3 separate regions of the Rattus norvegicus genome follow, and all the other regions are linked to region 1. Evidence: chromatin contacts called from public Hi-C data. All regions are on one chromosome and are shown on one strand. Each heading gives the region's core, a stretch centred on a gene start, on an enhancer-like site or on the middle of the called end of the contact. The rest is flanking DNA. Distances are from core to core; before and after follow the strand shown.

Region 1 (4,193 bases), core at 675-3,174:
ATTCAAACAGCTCAACTGGGGGAGGGGCACTACATTATATTTTTCGTGACTCCTACCAATTGGGATTTAATAAAATAGATGATATCCTACTGGAAAATTAAACCGTCACTATTTCATTGTAAGGCTAACATAGTATTACCCACCATCCAGCCTTTCTAGCTGCATGATCTTTGTTCCTGTGACCAAATTTACTTTTTGGTAGGCATATTTTTTCCTTTGCAAAACATTATTTTTGGCTCTAAGCTCGCCATTACTGAGTATTCCATTTTTAATAATTTCCATTCCGGGGCTTTGAGCTTTTCTTAGCTCCAGCAAGCTAGAGGTAGGACTTCCTCGGGGGATTTTAAGGGTCAATCGTTAGTAGGAACGACCATCTTTCTGAAAGCCTAAGGGAGCAAAACAAGTTTGCACGATGGTCAGCTGTTAGTGGGCGTATGATCATTTAACAAAGAATATTTTTGTTTTGCGTCATTTTTTTTTTACACCTTATCCTTTCCAACTTTGAGGTGACCCGTTAAATCCGTCCCTTCTGCAGACTCTTTTGTGGATGCGTGGAATTTTGAAGTTCAAACTGCTAGTATTCTTCATGTCTATCTACCCTTGAAAACCTGCTTCGCTCCCCAGATCCAGCTCCCCTGATATTTCCAGAAGTTTCCAGTTCCCGTTCTCTAACGCTTTCTAGCAGCCGGGGTCAAACTCTGGTTTGTAATAAATTAGTCTGTCTTTCCATTTCACTCCCCCAGAGTTCCAGAAGCCTGCTGGGTGGCTCCGCCCCGCACCCCCTCCTCGGCTTCCAAAGTTCCCTCGCGGGTTAGTCCCCAGCTGACAGGCAGTCAAGGAGGGGTTAACAGCGCTCGCTGTTGCTTAGGCTCTGGGAAGCACCGGCTCTCTCCGGAATAACCTTGGCTTTCCTCGGTCTTTTAATAGAACATCCGCCACCAAAAGAGTGGTTTCAGTTCAGGGCTTAATAACATGTCCCCTCTGACCCTCCAAGTCAACACCCCAGCCCCCTTTCTCTCTCTCTTTTTTTCAAAGTTATTTTTCAAAGTTAATGAGTTTCAAGTTTCACTATGATTTCCCCTTCCCTCTACGCGGAGCTGAGGAAACCCCCTTGGGGTCCCCCCTCCCTCCCGGGTCCTCCTCCTCCCTACCAGGGCCAGGGCGAGGGGCGGGGCTGGGAGACACCATGACGTCACCGGGCCGGCCCACAGCCTGCTCTAGAAAGTCAAAAGACGGTAAAGAGAATCCGGCCCCGCCCGGCCCCGCCCCTCCTCTCGGGCCAACCGCCCCCGACTGCGGCCCGGCCGGGCTTCCCCGGGCCGCGGAGCCCCGCCTCCGCCACCGCCCCGCCCCGCCCCGCCCCTCGGGCCGCGCCTCCTCCTGCGTCCTGGGTCCCCGCGGCGGGGCCTGCGGCCGGCGGGCGGGCGGGCGGGCGGGCGGGCGGGGCGGCAGGGGGCCCCGGGCCGGCTTCACAGGAGCCCGCCCTCCCGCCGCAGCCCCCGCCCCGCCGCCCCCGGGGATCCCCTGCCGCCCCGCCCACGCGCGGGGAAGCCGCCGACCTTCGCCCTGGCCGCCCTCGCGCTGCCAGCGGTCCTCACGGACACCCGGGAGAGGTAAAGGCCGCTCTCCCGCCGGGTTCCACTCGGTCCCTCCCGCGCCTTGCTCGCGCCTCAGTGCCCGTCGGGAGGAGGCTCTGCTTGTGTCCCGGTTGTCAAGTGCAGCGCAGTTCCCGACGGGTGCGGGCCGGGCTTGGCGGTGGGGGCGCTGCACCCGGGAGAGCGCGGCGCGGGGGGCGGGGGCCGGGACCACCTCCCCCTGGCGGGCGGGCGGGCGGGCGCGCGGGTGTGCGTGTGAGTGTGTGCGCGTGTGCCGGCGCCGACCTTGCGGAGGGGATGCTGCGTGCGGGAGCCGCTTGCCACTTCGGCGGGTCCTGGCCGCGCAGGCGGCGGGAGCTGCGGTCCTGCGAGCCCAGCAGGTACGGAGGGCCGGCCTCCCGGTCGCCACGGCCGCTTCTCGCAGGAGGGCTCGGCGGGGCTGCGGGAGACCAGGCCGCGGCTTCCGCACCTCCCGGCTTTGTGGCTCGCTTTCCCTTTCGTTCTTTGCCGGGAGTGCCTGTTTTACTCCGGGCCACCTGGGTAGTTTCTCTCCGGGTAGGGCGCGCGCCCGCCGCTGGTGGGTCGGGGCCGGTGGGTAGGGGCGCGGGGCGGCTCGGGCTCGCTGCGGGTCGGGCTCCAGCAGGAGTTGCGGCTAGAGAGGGGAGGGGGCTGTGGCGAGGCTGGCGCGAGGAGGAGTCTCAAGGCTGCCGCTCTCGCCGACTCTGTCCTCCTCCTCCTCCTGCTCTCCGCATCCACTCCAGGCTCCTTCCGGAGCTGGCACTTCCATTCCCCCCTCCTTCTGGCATGCGAAGCGCTTTGTTCAGTGCAGCGTTGCAGAGGGGTTTTCCCAGGCTCCGCCCTCCACATTCATTCATGTTTTTTCTCCTTGTGACTGTCTTTACGCTTTTTGATCCTGTCCTGTTTTTGCACCTTGTAGTATGTATTTCTTTCTGGAGAAAGAATGGTTGATCACTGGTCCTAGTCGCTACGGTGCTGTCGTCTTTGAAAATAACCACTTCACCGCGGATTTAAACGTGGGCTGGACAGCTAGGGACAGGGGGGTGGAGGCTGCAAAACCGGGTCGCACAAAGCTGTTACAGGTTGGGAATTTGCATATTTTACATTTAAGCTGGGGGCTGATGGGGGGTCACGTGATCGGCTTACAATCAGAGTTCACGCTTTAAAAACTTCGTAATATTGTGACCGCTTAAAAGCTCTAGTTTTAATACGGAACGGAACAGAACACTTATAGCTTTATGTTTAAATTCTCTGTGCAGTCAAAACCTTTTTGAATGCGAGAGCTGATGGCTCTGTGGTAAAGCGAGCTGAGGAGCCCTATCTTTTGTAGGTCATTAGCTGGTGCTGCAAGAGACATCATCCATCGTTGACCATCCTGTTTCATAGTCTTCCTCTTTGGTTAGATTGTGAATAGTTTGTGCTATGCCGACTCTTAGCCTTGTTAGGAGTACAGCTGCAAGCAAGTTAATTGTAGTCGCCTTTTCCTTATGCGTTTTAGCTAAAGTGAAAACATACATCAAACACCTTATTCTGGGAAGCATTTTCTTTTCCTTGGAGGCGTTCTTCCCGGGAATTAATATTTCAGCATTTTCATGTTGCAGGCAAAGCTTCTACATTGTTTAGCTTAGTCCTTAGTCCTTAGCCCATCTGAGGTGGATACTGTTTCCTGATTTTACAGCTTGGGAAATCCGATCTTCTCTTCTGAGAGCTTAAGTACCTTGAACAAGGCCACACAGTATGGGGTAAAGCCTGGCCTTGAACCTGGTCAGGTTTGATTCCAAAGTATGTCTTCATGACTTGCTGTGTCATTCATCCCTTTGGGAGGGGATTGTCCTTGGTAGGTAAGTGTTATCTTCTCAGAGGAAATGGGCATGGAGTCATGTGGGGCCACATTCCATAGTTACTGATCTGAGGAAGGTTTCATAATCTCTTCCCAAAACTTTTTTTTTTCTCTTTGTAAAATGGATGAATTGGAGCTGTGGTCTTTTTTTTTTTTTTTTTTTTTTTTTTTTTTTTTTGGTCTTTTTTTTTTTTTCGGAGCTGGGGACCGAACCCAGGGCCTTGTGCTTCCTAGGCAAGCGCTCTACCACTGAGCTAAATCCCCAGCCCCCCCCCTTTTTTTTTTTTTTAATCTCTCCCAAAACTTTTTTTTTTCCAACTCTGTAATATTGATGAGTTGGAACTATTGCCTTGGTCGTTAGGATTAAATTAGGTGCTAAGTGGAAACTCTACAGTAAAACAAGTACCATTAAGTGTTCTCTTGTGCTGTGTACAGTAATCGATATGAGAGGTTTTAAACAAAGCATCCTCAGTCTATTGTGTTTGCTTAGTGATTAAACTTGGTTCCACCCCACAGTGCCAGCTTGATGGGCTTTGCTTATCAGCATTGTTGCAGGAACTTAAAGCTAAACTTTTAACTGGTTATTGAGAAAGAATCTGGTGGAAGAGGAGAGAGGGAGGTTGCAGATGGACAAGTGGGTGGTTAACTTTCAAGCATGTTCAACTTTTTGACATTGCAGCCTAATGCTTTGGCTGGAGAACCTTGTAACAGAGTTACCAAAAAAAGAATCTCTAAAGAAA
Region 2 (4,193 bases), core at 810-3,309, 250 kb after region 1:
TGGGAAGCTTGGACTTTGGGTAGGTGACATCAGCTCTCCTCTCCTCCAGGTCCCCTGAGGAGCTGGGGTGGGATGAGCTGGCTTCCTGTTGGGGCCCAGTTCTAGGGGTAGCTGTCACCTCCTGGCCCCCACCCTCCGGGGTAGGTCTGAGGTAAGCAAAGCAGAGGCAGAAGCTTACCAGTGGCCCTGGGCCTCGGGTGTGGGTGTGGGAGGGTTGCTGGTTCCTGCTTCTCCAATGTCTCCAGCTCTTAGTACAGAGTCTCCTAAGGGACAGAGTTCTCAGTGACCTAAAGCTGCTGCTGTGTTGTCTCCCCTACCGAGATTTCCAGAGAGCTCACTAGGCCTAAGCATGTCCCTGTCCACAGCTTGGGAATCGCTATCAAATCTGCCTTTTGATTGTAGAGTTGAAGAGCTAAATGAATAGTTGCGTGGGGTGGGTCCCTGTGTGGGTCCCGTGTTAGAAGTGAGTCTCTCTTGGCATCTACTCCCAGGGAAAATCGGAGTAGAACAAGAGGGATGAAAGAGGGACCTTTGCGGTGGCATCCTCACATCTTGATTTAGATCCTTTATAGGGAAACCATTGAGTGGATCCCGCGTGTTGTTTCCAGCTTTTGGGCATTCTGGGGGGTCCTCCCTCTTCCTCCCTTGAAAAGTGAAGCTTATTGAAAAAGTCAATGTGCTTTATGTGTGTTTTGCTTTATTCATGAAGACATGTTGTCACTTGTACCTTAATAACCCATGGGCACCCGGGGGAGGGAGCATTTCATGGCAAAATAGACAGGAAACTGTTTGGAAAACGTAAACACGTTATTAAACGGTGAGGTATGATCTGATCCACTTACTCAGTCAGCATAGGCAGTCCTCCCCTCCCCACGCTCTCCCTGTAGCTTCCTAATCAGGCACAGGACACTGGTTCGCCCCAGTGTGCAAGCAAAGTGGGGCGGAGGAGACTGGGAAGTCAGGGAAGGGAATAATGGAATGCCCTGAAGTCACCTCTCCTTTCGTCTGTGAGGCGCCCTTCTCTGCCCGGCCGCGGCTTGTTGCTAATCATTTAGAAGCCAAGGCTTTAATTGTTTTATCTTACTAAAGCACAAGCCCCTGCAGCTCTTCGTCTCCCCCTGGTGTTCGTTCCTGCCATTTCTCAAGATTCTTCCCGATAGCGCGCGCGCGCGCGGGGGGTGGGGGGGGGTGGGGGGTGCAATTCCCAGGGAGAGGCTGGGCACAGGAAATTTTGGAGGGGGGAGAGAGTGGGGGGGTCCTTCTGATCGGCGATACTAGGATGTGCCTGACGAAACCATATTGCTGTTGTTATCATTGTTCCTTAGTTTTCCCTCCTTGCTAGCTCCTGACGGAATCCTTCGCACCTCCGTTGCGAAGAACTTCAGTTTAAAAAAGACTTGGGGGAGTTTGGAAAAGTAAGCTGATCTCCCTAAATAATCTGGTCTTCCTCCCGCCCCCACCCCAAGTAGCAGGGAGTGAAGAACGAAGAGGGGGATCCTCCCCTGGTTTGAATCCAACTAAGAAATCAGAAAGACATAAAAGGAAAATCAAGTGAACAATGATCAGCCCCACCCCCACCCCACCCCCCGCGCGCACAATACAATCTATTTAATTGTACTTCATACTTTTCATTCCAATGGGGTGACTTTTCTTCTGGAGAACCTCTTGATTCTTGAACTCTGGGGCTGGCAGCTAGCAAAAGGGGAAGCGGGCTGCCGCTCGGTGCAGGTTTTGCAGAGGTCTCTGTCCAGTGGGTGTTTTCTTTTTCTTAGCCCTGCCCCTGGATTGTCAGACGGCGGGCGTCTGCCTCTGAAGTTAGCCGTGATTTCCTCTAGAGCCGGGTCTTATCTCCGGCTGCACGTTGCCTGTGGGTGACTAATCACACAATAACATTGTTTAGGGCTGGAATAAAGTCGGAGCTGTTTACCCCCACTCTATAGGGGTTCAATATAAAAAGCCCGGCGGAGAGCTGTCCGAGCCAGACGCGTTCCAGCACTGGCGCTGAGAGCCTGACTGGGTCTGCTCCGCTTGTCCTCGAGCGCTGCCTCCCGGGCTGCCCGCGACGCTTTCGCTCCGGTGAAGGGGCCACTTTTTGAAGACCGCGCTGAGATCTCCAAAAGCCAGAGGCGATCAGAGCAACCAGACACCGTCCTCTTCGTTTTGCATTGAGTTCCATTTGCAACCGAGTTTTCTTTCTTTCTTTTTTTTTTCTTTTTTTCCCTCCTCTTCTTCTGATCCCTTTGCAGAATGGATTATTTTCCCGTGATCTTCTCTCTGCTGTTTGTGGCTTTCCAAGGAGCTCCAGAAACAGGTAGGTGCCACTTGCGAATCTTTCTGCTTCAGCGCAACGCCGTTCTCGCTTCTGTTTTCCACTTTTCTTTTTTCTTTCTGTCCTTTTTTTTTTTTTTTTAAATTACTGAAGCTGGAGCAGCAAGTGCCTTGCAATTACTTCTGTGTGCCAGCGAAAGGAATAAAACTCCTGTTTGAATACAACTGACTACAACCGAGTATCACATAGCTTTAAAATAACGTTGTAGCCGTATCGCTGAGTGGCTACAGCTGAGGCAAGGATATATTTGAAATACGTGTGTTTAGGGTTGCATGGTGCATTTAGGAGCTTATTCAAACGCTGTCTTGATAGTGTGCTAATGTGTAAAATACTAAAACACTCCAGCTTAAAGCCAAGGAATTTTATTCAGGTCATGCAGGCACAACGTGAGCAGTGAAATCACCTGCCGATCAACCGTGCGCTGAGTAACCCCGCAGGCGGTTTCAGGGCGAAGCACATGCTTTCTTTAAAATTTGTCACTATTGACTTAAGGTTTCATTTGGCAGGTTTTTGGCATCCTCAAACAGCCTGAGCTCTATTTCAGTAGTATTCACCTGTCCTGGGAAGGGAGCCGGGATCATTCCTGCCTGATTAAGGAATTAGACAGTATGGGCCGCTTCTGGTTCTTTCTCCTCCCATCCTGTTTTTTTAGGGTCAGTGCCTTCTTTTTGTCTTCACCTGACCCTAAGCAAAGAGAGAGGTTGTCAAAGGGATGAAAATCCTGGAATGTGTCTGATCGTTTGAAATGAACAAAATTGGGAAGAGAAAATGCACGACCAAATGGTCAATTGAAAGAGGCTAGCGATGCTGTGTTGGGCCAGAGGGAGGTGTCAAGTCCCACGCAAGCTGTGCGGCCCCAGGATTCTGAACCCAGAGTACTTCCCTGGCTCCCCTGAGCTGTACCTTCTCTTCCTTGAGTGGCCACTTATCTCCCACCTGCAGTGACTGTTGTAAAGTCAGTTTCTCTTCGGTGTCCAGGCATTTTCTGGAAGTTCTTGCTTTCTGCCTAACATAAAAAGGCACCCATATGCAACCTAGATCATTCTGTGCCCCTACACGAGCTGGAATGGGGTGGGTACCCCTAAGGAGGTTATCCTGAGTTGGGAACGTGGCTCCAAGGCTGCTAGGAATAGACGGTCTGTCTTATTTACTTGTGGCCACCAGCCAGCTTAATCTATGGGAGTTGTGCTAGTCTAAGTCTCAGGTATGGACTTCCTCAAAATTCCATTTTGAAGCGTCTTCAGAAGACTGGAAGAGTCCTTTCCTAGCTGTTTCTCTCTCTCTCTCTCTCTCTCTCTCTCTCTCTCTCTCTGTCTCTCTCTCTCTCTGTCTCTGTCTCTGTCTCTCTCTCTCTCTCTCTCTCTCTCTCTCTCTCTCTCTCTGTGTGTGTGTGTGTGTGTGTGTGTGTGTGTGTGTAATCTCCCTGCAGGTTGGATAAGCCAGCCAGGGTAAGGGTGAAGTCCTGTTAAGCACGGAGAACAAAGAAGTCTCTTTCTTTCTGTTTGTGTTTCTGGCTAAAGGCAGTTTTATGCCTTGTCTGCTTCTATTTGCGCTGCTAGATCTGGCCTGAATACTTGGATGCAGGTGCTTGCTCTGGACGCCTGAAGAGAGATTCCTACTAACCCGACCCTCTGTTCTCTTCACAGCTGTCTTGGGAGCAGAGCTCAGCCCCCGAGCTGAGAAGGAAGTGCAGAGCCCCCCTCCCAGCACATCCTGGAGACCCCGCAGGTCCAAGCGTTGCTCCTGCTCCTCCTTGATGGACAAGGAGTGTGTCTACTTCTGCCACCTGGACATCATCTGGGTCAACACTCCCGAGTGAGTCTCTAGAGGGCATTGTAGTCCTAGCCATCCTCTTACTGCTGGG
Region 3 (4,193 bases), core at 842-3,341, 220 kb before region 1:
CTCAGCCCTTCTGCCCCTCTGCCCCTCTGTCCCTCTGCCCCTCTGCCCCTCTGCACCTCTGTTCCTGCCTCTGCAGGGGTTAATGGCTACCACCACCACCACCCTGCAGAACTGTGTATTTTAGCAACAACAACAAAAATTCAGATGTCAATCCTCATGTCTGAAGGATGTTCCATTTTTAGTTTTTAACTTTAAAAGTATATTCCTAAAATACTTTTTAAAAAAGATTTATTTATTTAATTTATTTGTTTGTTTATTTATTTATTTATTTATTTATTTATTTATTTATTATGAATGTTCTGCCTGAATATATGCCCATATGCCAGTAGAGGGCACCAAGATCCCATTACAGATGGTTGTGAGCCACCACATGGTTGCTGGGAATTGAACTCAGGACCTCTGGAAGAGCAGTCAGCGCTCTCAACCGCTGAGCCATCTCTCCAGCCCCCTAAAATACTTTTTTCAAGGCAGTTTTCTTCAACTCATCCAGACTTTGTCCATTAGCACAAGGTCAGCCAGGTTAGGAAGACATCAGGGAATTAAGCTATAAGTTTGGTTTTCACTTTGCTTTATCTGTAATAGCTGAAACTGTGCACTGGCTGTTGGCTCGGGTGATCTCTCCTCTCAGATGAAACTTGAGCCTATAAAAAATCATGGTGGGAGAGGAAGGTGGCAAAATGTGTTTGCTTTTCTTGGATAAATCTGTGAGTCGGTGTGTGCTGTCAAATAACATTACTCCTCCACTGGGAGTCACACTTCCTACTCAACATTCGACACTGCCTTCTTCTCACAGACGTTCCCGAGCAAGGTTCAAAAATCTCTCCTGTGTTTTGTACTCAAGCCTGTGGTCCCCTAGTTGGGCTCCAAGAGTCTTTGTAAAAGAGTATTTAATAGTTAGACACCCCAGGAGCTACGGAGAGTCTCCAAATTACTAGTGATCAGGGGAAGCCCAAAACTCACCAATCATGAAGAAGGAAGACGTACGGGGGTGGGGGGCTTGTGCTCAGTAAAGTGGTGTGTGGGAAAACTCTCCCGTTAGTGATCAGAACTCGGTTCTAGACGTGGAGAAATGAACTTACCAGATTCAGGAGTGTCAAGTACTTGGACCGTCCACCGTCATGGAATTCCTTTAGTTTCTCCTCATCCTTTCCAATCTGTGGGATGTAATAATTGAGGAAAATGTACCAGTTCAAAACAACGAAGTGATACAAGCAAGTAGTTGTTTTCGTCATGGTTTCCGTGGATCAGAACGATGACGACGACGACGAAGGTGGTGGCGGTGTACCTGCTCTGCTCTCACTCGGTCCTGGGAGTCACAGCTGCACTCTGTTCACACCGGAGCTGCAGAAACAAAGCCCTCTGGGGATGAGCATTTCAACACAGGCTGGACTTTGCTTCGCTCTGAGGCACCTTTCCTCACAAGTACGGAATTCAGAGATATCCACGTTTAGATAACTTGACAGTTTGCACCCATTTCAAAACAGGGCTTTGAGGAGAGCAAGGAAGTTGCACTTTGAACAGAGGGCTTAGCCTGCTAAAGAACCGGTTACAGATGCCATCTAGGTAAAAGGTCATGCCTCTGTTCTTTTTTCATTTGGCTGAAAGGTCAGAGTTAGGTAGCAACAGCGTCCCAGCAAAGAAGGGGAGGGTCCTTTTAAACCAGGAAGTACAGACTTGGATGTGTTTATAGCCGGAAGAAAGGAAATAGGGTGTAGTCATTCTACTTGTGAAATCTCTGAGGCCTTTTCAAGCTTGAGAAAAGCCTTTGATCCTCTGAGAACAGGCTCAAAGGAGTCTGGGTCTGCCCGCTCCCCTTACACTACAGAAAGGTGTCCAGACATTTCATCCGCCCTGCATTTGTTCCCGGAGGGAAGAAGCATAAGGAGAGAGACATCCACCGCTGGCAAGCCATCATACCTGAGTGTAGACATGGTTGGTCGTGGGTATATGTCAGGGGTAGCAAGGGCCTCTGTACTGCGCTGGGGAGTACAAGACATAATTGGATTGGGAGAGAAAAGGACAGGTCCCTACCTCCACCTGTGCAGAAGGGGACTTAAGGAGAACTGCAAGCGTCATGCCTTGTGACATCACTGGTTTGTTTCCCTGGGCAACTCGGAGGGGTGAGCAAATTCTTTGAGAAATGCCCCTGGAGGCATTAGGGAAGTCTGCAGTTGACGTTATTCACCATTTCCCCAGGGCTTAGAAGAACTGAGAGAGAGAGCCATAAGGAGCTATGGGAACCCAAATAAAGCCAGAACATGACTCTCTCCCTCTGAAAAGTCAACTGGACCAAACATTCAGACTCATAGGCCGGAGGAGGACAGTGGCCCTGAGCCAGCAGGCCTGCAGGGTAACCGCTTCCCAGTCTGTCGGAAATGTTGTACCAAAATATTACACAGTTGTACGCTTATAAACAAGAAATTTTATTTATCCTATTTTTAGAGGCTAGCATTTTTAAGACCGGGGTGCTGGCAAGTTTGGTGTCTGGTAAGGGTTTGTTTTCTACTTAACACAGATAATCCTGTCACCATGACCTCTCATGGGAAAGAAACAGAACAGTTCCTTTGGGCACCTTTGGGGCCAGAATCCTGAGAAGGCTCTGTCTTTATGTCCCCAGGACTTGTCTATAGCCGTACCTGTGACTAATATCATCAACTCAGAGAGTTAGGATTTCACTCTATGAATTTGGCAAAGGCACACACACTTAAAACAGAAAACCATTCACTACGGAGAGAGCAATCCAGGACATGGAAGCAATGCTGGCTAGGGCTAAAACTGCAAATAACAATAGTGTCTCCTGCTTCTCCAGCACTGTGGCTAAGCATGGCTCTGAGCGGTTTACTAATGTTGGTTCTCTGAACACTAAAGATCATAACGATGTTAGGGCCAAAATGACATGCCCAGCTATAGACTGTGGGCATCTTTATTGACTGTACTTGTTGATTTTGTGTGTCAACTTGACACAGGCTGGAATTATCACAGAGAAAGGAGCCCCGGTTGAGGAAATGCCTTCATGAGACCCAGTTGTAAGGCATTTTCTCAATTAGTGATCAAGGGTGTGAGGGCTCATTGTGGGTGGTGCTATCCCTGGGCTGGTAGTTCTGGGTTCTATAAGAAAGCAAGCTGAGCAAGCCAGGGAAAGCAATCCATGGCCCCTGCATCAGCTCCTGCCTCCAAGTTCCTGCCCTGTGTGAGTTCCTGTCCTGACTTCCTTTGGTGACGAAGCAATGAGGAAGTGTAAGTTGAATAAACCCTTTCCTCCCCAACTTGCTTCTTGGTCCTGATGTTTTGTGCAGGAATAGAAACCCTGGCTAGGACATTGACCAATCAGAAATACTTGGGAGGGCAAAGTTACATGGCATCATTTGGAGCACGTGAGACTTTCCCTAAGGTAAGCCAGGGTTTAGCATTACAATACATAGCAACAGACCAGCCCTCAACGATAAATATCCCTGGATGAATGACCAGAGCCGCTTTCATTTCATATCTGTCCCCAGCAATGACATCAGGTGGAGTTTTTGCCACTTTTGTTGTTGATTTATCTGATTTTTTGTTGTTGCTGCTGCTGTTGGTTTTTAATTTGTGAAATAGACCCAGGTTGTCCCAGAACTCCTGTACTTAAGGACGATTGTAAACTTTTTAAATGTGTGTTGCGGGGAACTACACTTGTGTACACAGGGTATCTCCATTTGTACACATGTGTGTTGGAGACCAGAGGACAATCTATTTTTTTTTTCTTTTTCTTTTTTTCGGAGCTGGGGACCGAACCCAGGGCCTTGCGCTTGCTAGGCAAGCGCTCTACCACTGAGCTAAATTCCCAACCCCCAGAGGACAATCTTAAATGCCATCCTTTAGAACAATGGTTTTCAACCTGTGGGTTGTGATCCCTTTTGGGGGTTGGGTCAAAGAACCCTTTCACAGTGGTCATATATCAGGTGTCTGGCATACCAGATATTTATCTTATGATTCATAAAAGCAGCAAAAGTACAGTTATGAAGTAATTAAATATAATTTAATAAAAACAATTTTGTGGTCAGGGGGTGGGGTGGGGGGTCACCAGAACATGAGGAACGCATTAAAAGGTCACCGCATTAGGAAGGTTGAGAACCGCTGTTCTAGAAACATACCTACCTGATTTGGGTCAAGGTCTCTCATTTGGCCTGGAACTCATGTATTAGGCTAGACTGGGTGGT

The links. Hi-C and Micro-C count contacts between places; a contact is called where the count stands out from the background.
Region 2: a contact with region 1 is called in a Hi-C map of liver, with 4 times the contacts expected there. The contact joins the promoter of Edn1 here to the promoter of Hivep1 in region 1. A contact is called at or near these places in 5 of 12 Hi-C or Micro-C datasets (Schwann cells, kidney, liver and 1 more).
Region 3: a contact with region 1 is called in a Hi-C map of liver, with 6 times the contacts expected there. The contact joins the promoter of Adtrp here to the promoter of Hivep1 in region 1. A contact is called at or near these places in 5 of 12 Hi-C or Micro-C datasets (frontal cortex, liver, mammary epithelial cells and 1 more).

Annotation. Positions count from the first base shown.
Region 1 is chr17:22,914,927-22,919,119 of GRCr8, reverse strand. Hivep1 (HIVEP zinc finger 1) reads left to right here and starts at 1,924. Exons shown (of 9, transcript NM_001105751.2): 1 at 1,924-1,975. It overlaps LOC108348545 (a long non-coding RNA gene), which reads right to left and starts at 1,160. Exons shown (of 2, transcript XR_005495726.2): 1 at 1-1,160.
Region 2 is chr17:22,664,553-22,668,745 of GRCr8, reverse strand. Edn1 (endothelin 1) reads left to right here and starts at 2,059. Exons shown (of 5, transcript NM_012548.2): 1 at 2,059-2,311; 2 at 3,976-4,144. The coding sequence starts at 2,248.
Region 3 is chr17:23,133,707-23,137,899 of GRCr8, reverse strand. Adtrp (androgen-dependent TFPI-regulating protein) reads right to left here and starts at 2,091. Exons shown (of 7, transcript NM_001395610.1): 1 at 1,918-2,091; 2 at 1,080-1,341. The coding sequence starts at 1,232.